Linked DNA regions of Mus musculus: regions 2 and 3 are each linked to region 1. The links are chromatin contacts, called in public HiChIP or PLAC-seq maps. All regions are on one chromosome and are shown on one strand. The core of a region is the stretch at or near the end of the contact, and the rest is flanking DNA. Distances in the headings are between cores, read along the strand shown.

What was found. HiChIP or PLAC-seq counts read pairs in DNA pulled down with a chosen protein or histone mark.
Region 2: a contact with region 1 is called in a BATF HiChIP or PLAC-seq map of CD8 T cells, with 23 read pairs. The contact joins the enhancer-like site here to the promoter of Adora2b in region 1. A contact is called at or near these places in 2 of 39 promoter capture datasets (macrophages and neutrophils), 1 of 15 datasets of contacts at CTCF or cohesin (the NIH/3T3 cell line), 11 of 484 Hi-C or Micro-C datasets (the C2C12 cell line, Th1 cells, Th2 cells and 7 more), 9 of 115 datasets of contacts at active chromatin or transcription factors (CD8 T cells, the HPC-7 cell line, the NIH/3T3 cell line and 4 more) and 3 of 9 other capture datasets (adipose tissue, embryonic stem cells and liver).
Region 3: a contact with region 1 is called in an H3K4me3 HiChIP or PLAC-seq map of bone marrow-derived macrophages, with 3 times the contacts expected there. The contact joins the enhancer-like site here to the promoter of Adora2b in region 1. A contact is called at or near these places in 1 of 15 datasets of contacts at CTCF or cohesin (the NIH/3T3 cell line), 3 of 484 Hi-C or Micro-C datasets (the C2C12 cell line, Th2 cells and bone marrow-derived macrophages), 6 of 115 datasets of contacts at active chromatin or transcription factors (CD8 T cells, bone marrow-derived macrophages, embryonic stem cells and 1 more) and 2 of 9 other capture datasets (adipose tissue and liver).

What each region holds. Positions count from the first base shown.
Region 1 is chr11:62,246,522-62,251,119 of GRCm38.p6, forward strand. Adora2b (adenosine A2b receptor) reads left to right here and starts at 2,463. Exons shown (of 2, transcript NM_007413.4): 1 at 2,463-2,915. The coding sequence starts at 2,581.
Region 2 is chr11:62,182,544-62,187,141 of GRCm38.p6, forward strand. All of the region lies in intron 12 of Specc1 (sperm antigen with calponin homology and coiled-coil domains 1), which reads left to right. Among named protein-coding and RNA genes, the nearest start is that of Gm39985, 38 kb to the left of the region's middle. Within about 2 kb of position 2,533, at least 68 of the 459 cell types and tissues checked have an H3K27ac peak or open chromatin away from gene starts, as enhancers often do. A contact at or near this core is called in the C2C12 cell line, CD8 T cells, the HPC-7 cell line and 6 more, where this site is marked.
Region 3 is chr11:62,206,900-62,211,497 of GRCm38.p6, forward strand. All of the region lies in intron 13 of Specc1 (sperm antigen with calponin homology and coiled-coil domains 1), which reads left to right. Among named protein-coding and RNA genes, the nearest start is that of Adora2b, 40 kb to the right of the region's middle. Within about 2 kb of position 2,417, at least 15 of the 459 cell types and tissues checked have an H3K27ac peak or open chromatin away from gene starts, as enhancers often do. A contact at or near this core is called in bone marrow-derived macrophages, where this site is marked.

The sequences.
Region 1 (4,598 bases), core at 1,213-3,712:
CTGTCTCAAAAAAAAAAAAAAAAGATTAAAAAATGAGACAGATTTTATTGATTCTTTAAGTCGAAGTCGATGCTGGTGCTATTCCTGTCACCACCACCACCACCCCACCACCCCCACGTCGTGATTTTTGATACAGGGTCTCTCAATGGGTTCCATTCCTCTCAAGACAAGATCCCCATGACTCCCTCCTGTGTTCACTCTTGTTTGCCAAATGACATTCCATAACCACTAACTTCTGCCACCTCATGGGCCCCGTGAGTCTAGTTCAAATCCTAGCATGACCCTGGGTTGGAAGAAGCTCATTTCAGATGAAACTTGTGGAAAGGTAGAGATGGTTGGTGAGTCAAGGGGCACTTGAGGATAGATATGTGGGAGTGGGCAGAGAGGAGGGAAGCTTTGCTGGCAGGTGACTGTTAACATGGAACACAGCAGACTTGTAGACTGGGCACAGCTTTCTTTCTGGTGAGGTCTGCTGAGGAAGGGTGGGTAGGCTCCATAGGGGACATGGACATCTGGGTCCAGAAAATGCTCATGCGCGTTCCTAAAGTTCTGGTCCTTGCTTGGCGATCCCCTGGGGCTGGCACCACAGCTTCCCTGGCATTCTATCCTAGTGGGAAACGCTTTCTTTTCTCTCCTCTCCTGGCCATGGCTGTTGGCGGCAAGCCCTTCCCCCACCTCTGCCCCATTCAGCTCCATGCGCCATAGTGATCACTGCCAAACGCCCACTTTGCAGCTCACTCCTAGAAGCCTCTCTTTCCTCTTCCCATTTCAAGTCGTGTACCCGTTATCTGACCTCTCTGAGGTTCCAGCTTGTCATCTGTGTTAAGAGGCAGAAGCCAGTGTCAGGTTCTTCGTGAAGGTGAAGCAGATGCTATCAAAACTCAGGTGACCAGGGCCAATATTTTGTGGAAAACATATAAATAGTAAGGTATTTTTTTAAATAAGGTTTTTTTTTTTTTTCTCAACACAGAAAATAGAAAAAAAGACGGGCGTGGTGGTGCACTTGGGTGGCAGAGGCAGGCAGATTTCTGAGTTCGAGGCCAGCCTGGTTTACAAAGCGAGTTCCAGGACAGCCAGAGCTATACAGAGAAACCCTGTCTAGAAAAAAACAAAAACAAAAACAAAAACAAAACAAAACACCCCCCAAAAAAAACACCAAAAATCCAAAAAAACAAAAAACAAAAAAACCAAACAAATAAACAAAAAAAAAAAAAAAAAAAAAAACCAAACCCTTAAAATACCCAGATAGAACATGTACTCTGTGTGCTTTGGTGATTTTGTCTATGCTATGAGTGGGCTCGTGGGGGATTTGCTGTTAATATTACAGCTAACCCTGAAATGTACTTTATATATATCATACAGCCATGCAGAAAGTGTAATTCAACGCACTTTTCCCCTCCCCCACGCCCATACTCATACTCAGAGAGAGCTAATCCAGCCACAACATTAAAAAAAAAAAAAAAAAAAATCAGCCCGGCGTGGTGGCGCACGCCTTTAATCCCACCACTTGGGAGACAGAAGCAGGCAGATTTCTGAGTTCGAGGCCAGCCTGGTCTACAAAGTGAGTTCCAGGACAGCCAAGGCTACACGGAGAAACCCTGTCTCGAAAAACCAAAAAAAAAACCCCAAGAAAAAACCCGTTATTCTTCAAAGAAGCTGTTTAGAGGTCACCCGTGTTTTAGTTCAGCTTAATCTTTTTTTTTTCAGTCATCTTTGTTGTGTTGACAAACTCCTTAACCATCCTGGCTGGTGACTACAGGTAGCAGCTTCCGCGGGGCAGAAGCTGTGTTCTAGAAGGATTAAGGACTCCAAACGCCAAGGAGCAGCCAGGGCTCGCTAGGAGAGAAGTGTGGAGTTGAAGGCGGTGGAGGGCGCTGGGGGCTTCTTACAGGTGGCAGGAAGGACAGATCACCCACAGGTGTGGGCGCTCAGCACCCTTCTTGGAGTGGATGAAGGCGGCAGTGTCTGGGAAGAGGCGGCGCCGCAAGTGAGCGGAAGCCGGTCTTGGATAAGTGGGCTGGAGAGCGCAGGGCTGAGCCGGCGAGCACCCTGGCGGGGCAGCGGAGACCACGGGATCGGGTGGATTAGGGGCCGCGCGGAGAATGCAGCACTGAGAGGAAGCCCGGGCCCGGACCTGGGGTGCAGCTCCGGTGCTGGGGAGTATGGACACCTTGCAGGGGCGTCAGTTCAGAGTGTGCAGATCGGGCGCGGGACAGGGTGAAGTCTGGGACTTCGCGCTCGGGCGGGAAGTGGTGAAGCTTCGAGGTGTCTTTCCTGAATGTGTCCCTCTCCCGCCCGAGGGAAATTCGGGAACCCATCCTTCCCCGAGCTCAGGAGCAGCTGGAGCAAGGACCCTAGGCAGGGGGCGGGGCCAAGACCGGCTCCTGGCAGCCGGCCAATGGGCGCCGCCCCCGTAAGGCCACGCCCCCGCCCCCGTCCGGAGCGCACTGGCTGGGCGGCGCAGACCCAGCTTGGGACGCGCGGTCTCAGCGCTGTGGCCATGCCTGGCGGCACCCTAGCAGCTGTCCTGAGCCCGACACTACCCCAGTAGAGGACTCCCCGGGCCCGGCTGGCCCGGCCATGCAGCTAGAGACGCAAGACGCGCTGTACGTGGCGCTGGAGCTGGTTATCGCTGCGCTGGCGGTGGCGGGCAACGTGCTGGTGTGCGCCGCGGTGGGAGCCTCGAGTGCATTACAGACCCCCACCAACTACTTTCTGGTATCCCTGGCGACGGCAGACGTGGCCGTGGGACTCTTCGCCATCCCCTTTGCCATCACCATCAGCTTGGGCTTCTGCACGGACTTCCACGGCTGCCTCTTCCTCGCCTGCTTCGTGCTGGTGCTCACACAGAGCTCCATCTTTAGCCTCTTGGCGGTGGCTGTCGACCGATATCTGGCCATTCGCGTCCCGCTCAGGTGAGACGAATCTTTCTTGCCTTGGCCGGGTTAAAGTTCTAAAGAGGGGCGCCCTCTCCAGGCCCACGGTTTTACTTTCTGGACTCCCAGATGGGCCAGATTAGGAGCACGCTGGGCACTGGAGTGGAGGACGCACTTTCTCCAGCACGCTTGTTCTGCCGGCTATCAAGACTCTCCTGGGTTGACAGAACAGGCCACTGACTGGGTCCCCTTTTGGAGTCAGGGATGCTCTAATTGCCCCTAGTTTAGGGAATCTGCATAAGAACACCCTTAGGGGCGTTGAGAAGTGCTCGTCCGACGAGTTACCTGCCAAGGAAGGGCTCAGGAAGCTCTAGATTCCTTAAGTTTTGTGGACGTTCCCGGCCCTCTGGAGAGACAGAGCTGCTGCCCGGAGTCGGGCATGCAGATCAAAGCTGCTGCCAGATGCAGTCCTGTGCGGAAAGGGCGCGGAGAAGCTTCAGCTAAGAACGAGGCAACTTTAGACGCTGGAATTGGTACTTTTAGAAGGGTCATAGGGTCTAACGACACAGCTTTAAAATGTGCCTACTTCGAAATGAGGCAGCCAGGCTCAACTCTGATGGGAAACTCTAGGAACATTGGTCCCTACTAGCTTCGCGGTGGCTCAAAGTATTCCCAGACATTTTAAAGAGCTACTGTGCTTACTGGTTCAGTGAACACTGACAAGACAGTCTTAGAGCCTCTAGCCCATTGTGTAACCTTATTTGTATACTGCTGCAGTGCCCAGGAGCCTGAAGAGGCCCAGAAAACTGGTGAGGGCTCCCTGTTCGCTGGCTCTCAGAGTATACCTAAATCACTTTCTCCTTATTCCATGATGGGAAAACAGGATCCAGGGCAGGGAGTCAGTCAGTTGGGGAAGTGGCTTCCACTTGTAGCTAATAAATTTAAAGTTGAGTTTGCTGCTCCTTGGTAGTGCCTGGGCCCTTTAGCATTTCTGAAGTGAGCTTTGGATCTCTTTAGAGTTGGAGCTGAGTTGAGGAAACTGAGTCACAAGAGTAGGAAGAGAAAGGCAAGAACTCCGTGGGCTCTGACCGTGTGCCTGGCAACTCTAATTAAATGTACATTCTTTAAACCTCGAAGCGTCCAGAGGACAGACACTGTCACCTGCATACTGTAGATGAGGTTGTGGTTCCGGATGCTGTGTCCGGCAGAGTGGCACTGTGTCCTCAGCCGTCCACCTGTCGTCTCACAGGGCTGTGTGTGAGATACCAGTGTTTGAGAGATGTGAAAAGGGATCCCCTTGCTGTTTCTAGAAGAGGATCCTGATGGTAGTAAGCTGGCGTTTATAGGAGAAATGTGTCTAGGGAATTGATTGGCAAAAAGCTCCTACAAGCTCTTGTAATAGGCAGGTGTGAAGAGCCTGGTCCCTGTGGCTTGTGGCTTGAGTCCCAGATGGTACAGGAAGCCCCTGCTTGTGTGTGGGTGGGTTGCTCCACATCCCCTGCCTGTGGCATCTGACCAGGAGGCTTCACACATATCCCATCAGGTGTGCTACAGCCCAGGGATTTCAGAGCCTGCGGCTGCATAGAATTCCATTTCCTTCGTTCTTGTGGTTCTGCACTTGTCTGTTGCCCGCTCACTGGTGCTTGGTGGCCGTTTGAACTCTTTCCATAGAGCAATCACATGCCCCCCGCCCCTTGAGTTGCCCCATCTAGGGGAAGCCCT
Region 2 (4,598 bases), core at 1,283-3,782, 64 kb before region 1:
GGATCCTCCGGTAGTACTATGTCCAATTTTCTGAGGAACCGCCAGACTGATTTCCAGAGTGGTTGTACAAGCTTGCAATCCCACCAACAATGGAGGAGTGTTCCCCTTTCTCCACATCCTCGCCAGCATCTGCTGTCACCTGAGTTTTTGATCTTAGCCATTCTGACTGGAGTGAAGTGGAATCTCAGTGTTGTTTTGATTTGCATTTCCCTGATGATTAAGGATGTTGAACATTTTTTCAGGTGTTTCTCTGCCATTCGGTATTCCTCAGGTGAGAATTCTTTGTTCAGCTCTGAGCCCCATTTTTAATGGGGTTATTTGATTTTCTGGAGTCCACCTTCTTGAGTTCTTTATATATATTGGATATTAGTCCCCTATTCGATTTGGGATAGGTAAAGATCCTTTCCCAATCTGTTGGTGGCCTTTTTGTCTTATTGACAGTGTCTTTTACCTTACAAAAGCTTTGCAATTTTATGAGGTCCCATTTATCGATTCTTGATCTTACAGCACAACCCATTGCTGTTCTATTCAGGAATTTTTCCCCTGTACCCATATCTTCGAGGCTTTTCCCTACTTTCTCCTCTATAAGTTTCAGTGTCTCTGGTTTTATGTGGAGTTCCTTAATCCACTTAGATTTGACCTTAGTACAAGGAGATAGAAATGGATCAATTCGCATTCTTCTACATGATAACCGCCAGTTGTGCCAGCACCATTTGTTGAAAATGCTGTCTTTTTTCCACTGGATGGTTTTAGCTCCCTTGTCAAAGATCAAGTGACCATAGGTGTGTGGATTCATCTCTGGGTCTTCAATTCTGTTCCATTGGTCTACTTGTCTGTCACTATACCAGTACCATGCAGTTTTGATCACAATTGCTCTGTAGTATAGTTTTAGGTCCGGCATGGTGATTCTACCAGAGGTTCTTTTATCCTTGAGAAGAGTTTTTGCTATCCTAGGTTTTTTGTTATTCCAGATGAATCTGCCGATTGCCCTTTCTAATTCGTTGAAGAATTGAGTTGGAATTTTGATGGGGATTGCATTGAATCTGTAGATTGCTTTTGGCAAGATAGCCATTTTTACAATGTTGATCCTGCCAATCCATGAACATGGGAGATCTTTCCATCTTCTGAGATCTTCTTTAATTTCTTTCTTTAGAGACTTGAAGTTCTTATCATACAGATCTTTCACTTCCTTAGTTAGAGCCACGCCAAGGTATTTTATATTATTTGTGACTATTGAGAAGGGTGTTGTTTCCCTAATTTCTTTCTCAGCCTGTTTATCCTTTGTGTACAGAAAGGCCATTGACTTGTTTGAATTAATTTTATATCCAGCTACTTCATTGAAGCTGTTTATCAGGCTTAGGAGTTCTCTGGTGGAATTTTTAGGGTCACTTATATATACTATCATATCATCTGCAAAAAGTGATATTTTGACTTCTTCCTTTCCAATTTGTATCCCCTTGATCTCTTTTTGTTGTCTAATTGCTCTGGCTAGGACTTCAAGTATAATGTTGAATAGGTAGGGCGAGAGTGGACAGCCTTGTCTAGTCCCTAATTTTAGTGGGATTGCTTCCAGCTTCTCACCATTTACTTTGATGTTGGCTACTGGTTTGCTGTAGATTGCTTTTATCATGTTTAGGTATGGGCCTTGAATTCCTGATCTTTCCAAGACTTTTATCATGAATGGGTGTTGGATTTTGTCAAATGCTTTCTCAGCATCTAACGAGATGATCATGTGGTTTTTGTTTTTGAGTTTGTTTATATACTGGATTACATTGATGGATTTCCGTATATTGAACCATCCCTGCATGCCTTAGGCATTTCTTAAATCACCAAGTTGACAATCAGAATTAAGCACCACACATATGCATTTCAAAGATATGGAAATTACAGCTTAAAAGGTTAAGCAATCAGTCAGGGGCACTAGTAAGTGACCAAGCTTTGGATCCACTCTCCTGGTCTCTTCAGTGTAGCATTTTATCTACTTGTGTAAAAGGACCTACCTCTAGAAAGGCATGCTCAACATGCTAGTATTTGCACAAAATGTGTGTGTGTGTGTGTGTGTGTGTGTGTGAGAGAGAGAGAGAGAGAGAGAGAGAGCGAGAGTATGTGAGAGAGAGACAGAGACAGAGAGAGAGAGACAGATAGACAGACAGACAGAGAGAGAGAGACAGAGATGGGGGTTTGGGAGAGAGGAATGCTCAACAGGTAGTGCTGTTCATAGAAATCTATGATGATGGTTCTGGTATTTATCTGCAGTGTCTGATCCAGTAGCCACAGATGAGGCTATTGAGTACTTCAAAAGTGGCTGAGGAATTTAAAATTTTTATGTTATAATTTCAATTAATTAGTGACTGTTGTATTGGCCAGTGCAAATGGAAGCAAAAGAAAAGACTGAATTGTGTGGTTTTCAAATCCTACCTTTAGAAAGCTTCTGCAGAAATGGTAGCTGGAGGAACAGGTTCCGTAACTAACCATTTCAAAACCACTGATACGATCCAGCATCTTGGTAAGAAACAGGAGACTGAAGGCCAGAAATGGTGACTCATCTTCCTGGAGTCATAGTCAAACCACTGCTTTTATGACAACGGAAAGAAGTCACAATCTGACTTGTCTTTTTTTCCCCTCATTTACGCAATAAAGGAAAGAAAGAGCATACCCCAGACTTCTGTCTCCTGAGTTCCTAGAACTGTGTAGGGAACCCTGGTAGTGACTCCCTCACTCTCTAAGGGCAGCCACAAATTGTCCCCTCTACTTCCCAGACTCCGTATGTCTTGTCCTGCCTGTTGTTTCACATCTGGTGCGTGAAACAGGATAGGGACCATGTTTCATTATATCTGTATGTCCCTCAGAACTTTACACACAAAGCATCTGGCTATAGCTACAAATGCAAGAGCCACAGGGCAGATTCCACCCTGGGTGGTTTGGATATTAAATGTTCCCAGTGGCTCAAGTGTTAATGACTTGGGCCCAGCTAGTGGTGCTGTTAAATTAGAGATGTATGGTCAAGCTCATAGCTGAATGAGTATTAAGAGGTGGGACCTAATGGAAGGAGTCAGTCATGGGGGTGGGCCTTTGAAGGGTGTATCGTTTTATATATACAGTTTATTCCTATTTCTTGTTCATTGGTGTTCTGCCTGCGTATAAGACTGTGTGAAGTGGTCAGAAGCTGCCATGTGGGTGCTGGGAATTGAACCTGGGTCCTCTGGGAGAGCAGATAGTGCTTTTAGCCGCTAAGCCATCTCTCCAGCCCTGAAGGTTGTGCCTTGTTCTTATCTTTGACTCACCTCTTCATCCTGACTTCCAAGAAATGATAGCTTTCTCTCTGCTGTATCCTTGCTGCAGGGATAAACAACGGGCCGTAGCTGTGAGCAAAAATGAACCTTTCTTCCTTAAAGTTGTTGGGTGTTATGTCATACGTTAACACTGTTCAATGAATTCTCCCAGCCTACGGAGTTGAATCATTAATAAAGATGGTTCATTCCTTGAGTGAATTAATGGGTATAGATAAGCCTCAGTTAGAAGGAACTGAGGAGTTCTAGAACGCCTGAGCCTGGAATGTGGATACCAGTTTAGCTGACAGATAACCATGTGCTTTATAGAAAAGGTAACTGAAGAAGAGTAAAGCTAATTACTTAATAGAAAGGCAGCTGTATTAGTTTCTTGTCTCTCCCTTTACAAGACGGTCAAAGTAAACGAAGGAAGAATTTACTCTGGCTTCACACTTTCAGGGTACAGTCCATCATGGTGGAGAAGTCAGGGCAGCAGGAACCTGAAGCAGCTGGTCACATTGACTCCAAAGTCAGGAAACTGGAATGAATGTTGCTGTTAGCTCTTTTTCTCGATTTCATCTAATCCAGGACCCTAGCAGGAAATGATGATGCTCAGACTAAGGATGTCTCCCACCTTAATAAGCCCGCTCTAGAACACCCCTCTGCCATTTCCCTAGAGATTTGTTTCCATCCGGATTCTAAATCTTCTCAAGTTTGAAATGGAAATTAATCCTTCGAATAGTACAGGAAAGAAATTTGGGGGAAGAAAAACCCAGGCTTCTCCAGGGGCATAGGTTATGGTTTAGTCTGGGGATTCCTTGTAGAAAATCATTAGAATGTCAGAGGAGAGGCCACCACTGAGTCAAGACCTGTCATCTTTCTTCACCAGGGTTGGCTGTGCAGAGGCCAGCACTACTATTGAAGCTACCCCAGGGAGAGGCAGCTCTGGCATGTGTTAGTACCAGCCCCTTGGGTCTAGAGTTACTGGATAGCAAAGCTTTGAGTTTACAGTGACGCTGAGCTAGTGTGAAGCTGAGGAGTCCAGAGACCCTCAGGAAGGAAGTGTGCGTGGAGTCTGCTGTTTTTTAAGTAAAAAAAGGAGGAGCCTGAGGGAGAAGCAAGAACACTGGAGTCCTGTGTTGATCCCTTTGTGTTGCTTCAGCAGAATGCCTCCTATAGTGTTACTTTTTAGGTCATGGCTGATCTGGATCACAATTCTAGAAGCGGTGGTGTGCAAGCCCACCATGGTAGCATCCATGGTGGGGGGCGCACAGTTCTTACTGAAGCACCCCACAGAAAAAGACAGAAAAGTAAAGGTTCCTGTGCCTC
Region 3 (4,598 bases), core at 1,167-3,666, 40 kb before region 1:
ATGTGGGGGAAATTAGAGAAGATCTGTGCTTTGTGGTGGGACTTCCCTAGATGAAGCAGCATTCTGCCAGTGCACTGTCCAATGATGTTGGAAGGGTAGACACAGATGGTGTACTAAGCTGTAAAACTGAAGATCAGCCAGTTCCCTTGATCCTAAGAGAACTATCCTAAGCAACTTTCATAATTATAGCAAATAACTGAGACTCTGTATGTTATAAAGAAAAGAAGTTTATTTAAAGCTTTGAATGCTGAAAATGTAAAATTGAGGCAGTCACATCTGTTTGGCCTCTCATGAAGGCCTCATGATAGGAAATATTACAGCAGTGAGACATGGGCAGAAGAGAGGCACAGGGTGAGCCCAGAAGCCAGAGAGATTCAGAGGCCAAGTGTGCTCTTATAATAATTTGCTCTCACAGGAAGTAATCAGTGTCTCACAAGAACTACATTGATCTCTTCAGAGAATAAGATTCCCAGTCTCCTGCATTATCCATATCCTAAAGGTTCCATTAGTTCATATGCTGCTGGTCAAGCTTTCAGCTCTTGAACCTTCTGGGACACACTCAAGCCCTGCCCACAGCACAAGAGAAGCACGGAGTGGAGAATGATCCAGCAGAGGGAACTAGAAGGAGGCCATCAGCCATTGCAGAGGCTGAGGCACAGCAGGACATCTGACTGTGACCTAGGTGGCATTCCCTCCCCACCCCTACTGATTCTCCACTCCCCTCTGACGTGATGTTACAAAATAATTATGTAAATAGTGAGCATAGCAAACTTCAAAATAATCAACAGTCCCTCCAAAAATGGCAGCAAGTTAAACTTAAGCACCTACACACCCACACAACCTAAAACCTGAGTCTTCCTGGAAGTGAATTGTTTATCTGTAGTCAACAGGCCTAGCTTCTTTGACCTTGAATCAATTCAGATCTGTCTGAAAAGAATGGGCCTGTGAGTGTTTGCTCTCACACTTAGTATCATGAGCATTGCTTCCTGGTGACCAAAACCTCACCCTGAATCCCTGAAGTTCCTGCATCAGGCACCTTGCCAGCTGCTCAGGAGCATCAGGGCAGGCTGGCATCAGTATTCCCATTCTTGTCACTGTTATAGGATAGGGGCCCCTGGTTCCCACACATCTGGCTGAGTTTCTTTTTCTAGATCTTTGCTGATGTCATCAAAGAGTGTCAGTGGTGAAGGACCACTATGAGATGGAGAGTCAGTGTCACACACCAGGGGTGTCACGCTCAGATCTGTTTGGCTTCACAGCTCCCTGCCAACTCTAGTTGAGCTTGAGTTCCAACATCTAGGACTCTGTCAGTCACCCCTGGACCACTACTCCCCAAAGAAATATCTGGCTTCACCCTGGCTATACCCTAAGGGGAGAATCAATGGCTACAGCTCAGGGTATGACAAACAGGGGTGGGATATACCAAGAGGCCAGATTCATCCATTACGGAGGAATGTTGTTAAAATCATGTGTCAACAGAAGCCCATCAATACAAACAACATCAACTGAACATGCGTGGAACTTTTGATGAGGATAATTTCCCTGAGACATTAGTAGCACTGGGCAGAAAGGACATGTTTGATATTGGGCTTCAAAGGGAATATGGCTACCACAGGCCCTCCTGGATAGGTGAACATGGTCCAGACTCTGCCCTGCAGTCTTATGTACTCAGTATGAGGGTATTCCACAACCACCAAAAAGGGTACTAGGAGAAACAGACTGTTTGTAAGAATCCACTAAAATTGAAATATAAAAATAGTATGATAAAGGCTTTGGGCTCCATGGTAGATAGAGCCCAGGGTGTCTTTGTGAGTGAGGGCCTGGACTTCATCTCCAGCACCAAAGAAAATTAATTAATTCAGAATTAAAAATAAGAACTGGGCACAGTGGTGCATCCCATAAACCCAGCGCTTGGGAGGTAAAGATAGGAAGATCAGGAGTTCAGAATCATCGTTAGCTACATAATAAGGTCAAGGCTAGACTGGGCTACATGAGCCCGTGCCTTAAATAAACAAGGATATCTTGTATGGTATTAAATGGATATTCAGTGGCAGGGTGTACATTACAGTAGGTGCAAGGTGTGGGTGAGGTATTTTGCTTTCACTGGAAATAGTCTTCAGATATCGGCTTGTGCAAGCTCTTCCAAGAGGCCCAGAGCCAGGTTGTAGAGTAGAGAGTGATTATGTTGGCATCTGAAATCTAATATGAGTGTGAATCAGATCCTTTCTCCCACTTATTTACAGAAAGACATTGTGCCAGTATGATCCTACCAGCCAAGCTGGGGACCAACCAAGTTCTGCATCAGATAGAAACAGGTTGCCCTGAAGTGGAAGGTCCCAGGCTCACACCACCCCACACACAGGGCAGGCACTGAGGAATTGCCTCTCTTCCACTGAAGCACAGCTCATGGCCTGAGGACAATGGCTCTCCTCCGTCCGCCTCACTGGGCACACACTCTTCTGCTCTCTGGCCTCAGCACAGCATCACAGCAGTGTGCAGTGAGAGGGTATTAAGATAGTTACCCCTGGGCATGGGTGTCCTGTTAACATCAAAATAAGCAAAAATAATTTTTATGACTACCACCACCACCACAACAAAAATCTCCCCTGACAAGTTCTATGTAATGCCATTTCAGAGCATTTTGAGGCAATTTTCCAAGATGGACTATTTATTCCGTGCTCAGTTTCTACTTAGAAAACATATTTTTATCTGAATCATACTAGAATCTTAGCAGAATTCTAATTAAAATGTTTGGTTTAGAAATGCCTTCTCTTTAGACCTTATTAGTAACCTAATAATACAAATTAAAACAATAAAATACCATGTTTAGCCTGACACATTTGGCAGATAAAGACACAGGAAGAAAAAGAACATGATTATAGGAGCTGCCTTCTTAGGAAGTAGTTTGGCATTACAATCACATGAGCCGTAAGAATTGCTCATAGCTCAGCTTCCTCAGCAATGTAACCTAAAAGCTGGCCTAAGCAAAGGGACTTAGAGTAAGAGCAAAGCAAACATTAGCACCAAAATAGGGATTGCTCTTCTAGCATGGGCTGGAAGGACCCATTACTGGGTCTGCTCAGCAGAGCAGAGCAGTGTCTCAGAAATAAGGGTGCATTTGCCAGTCATTGCCCATTAGTCTCCCTGGGTGTCAAGGACAAAGGCCGGTGGACTGGGCAGTCTCACCACTGAGCAGCAGCTTCCCCCGGGCTAGGAAAAAGCACAGACGAGTCTGCTTTTCCTCTGATGAAGTTTATACAGCAGCACTGACTTCAGTGTCAAGGCACCTTTTGGCCCAGAGCCTAATGTTTAGACAGGGCACAGTGAAGACCATGGGAAAATGGAAACACAGAAAGTTATGTGTAAGTGACCTGGAACTCGTGGATTCCAGTGATCTTATTCCCTTAGCTGCTTAAAGAGCTGTGGGCACAAATGCACACCTAGCTTATATATAAACTTTGAATGTGACTGGAAAAGTGCTTACCTAGCATACACAACACCTGGGTTCAATCCCTAGAGCTAGGGAAGAAGAAAAAACCTAAATATATCAAATTGCAAAATTATGCGTGAACATACTTCTCAATTATACTTAAAATATCTAGTTAAATTTCTAAAACTTAATGGCTTTACTATGAATTATTGAGGTGGGACTGCACGACAAGTAATTGAGATTATATGTACAGAGATGTCAGAGAAGGCCAGGAAGAGTCTGAAAACAAAGCAGGAGACAGCTGCTCGAGTTTACAAGAGAATTATTTTCAGCCTAGAATTCTCGGTACCACCACTATTAACCAAGCATGATGGTAAAAAATGATTTTTCTGTATGGATGCATCTGGAACATGTTTCTCCTTGAGAGGTTCTGGGAGGTCCTCGGGGTACAAAGATTTCGTTGGATAATAATAGTGACTAAGAGCTTCAGAATTTGACAAGTAGGAAGTGAGCAGTAGTCCAAGGACACCTGTATCAAACGTGAGGCAGACCCTCTGTGTGAGGACCGGAGCAACGGGCTTCGAGGAGGGTGTTAGAAACTTCACACAAACCCAAAATGAGTAAGAAACCAGATGCTAAGGGACAGTTCTCCAGTAAGAGAAGTCTGGAGCCAGCAGAACCTATAGGGGGAAAGCAAACGGCAGAAGAAGGATTGGAACCAAATCTCAACAAGTTGCCCTCTGACCATCATAGGCCAGCCATGGTGCACACACACACCTAAGTAAAAATTTCAAAATAAATAGTGGTGTAAGATTACAGTCAGCAAGAGATCACTATAGAAGATAAAGACAGACTAGAAAGCGCTTCTCTGGAGGACTCAGATTGAGGGAGGGAACAGTTTTTTATTTGGCTGTATTTAACTACCTTCAGGTATGGCTTTCATAATTTTATTAAGATCAGGTCTCACTATGTAGCCCTAGGCAATCCTCCTGCCTAAGCTGGAAGTGCATCGATGCCGCACCCAGCTTGATTATCATTTGTGACATAGCCCTGTGGGAAAAAACAAAATGCAGCAGAATGTGGTGAATGTTACAAAGCTCGAAAAGCCACAAAGCAACAAAAAGTTTGTCTCTAGTCATGTGTCAGCCAATGTCATTTTCCCAGTGGT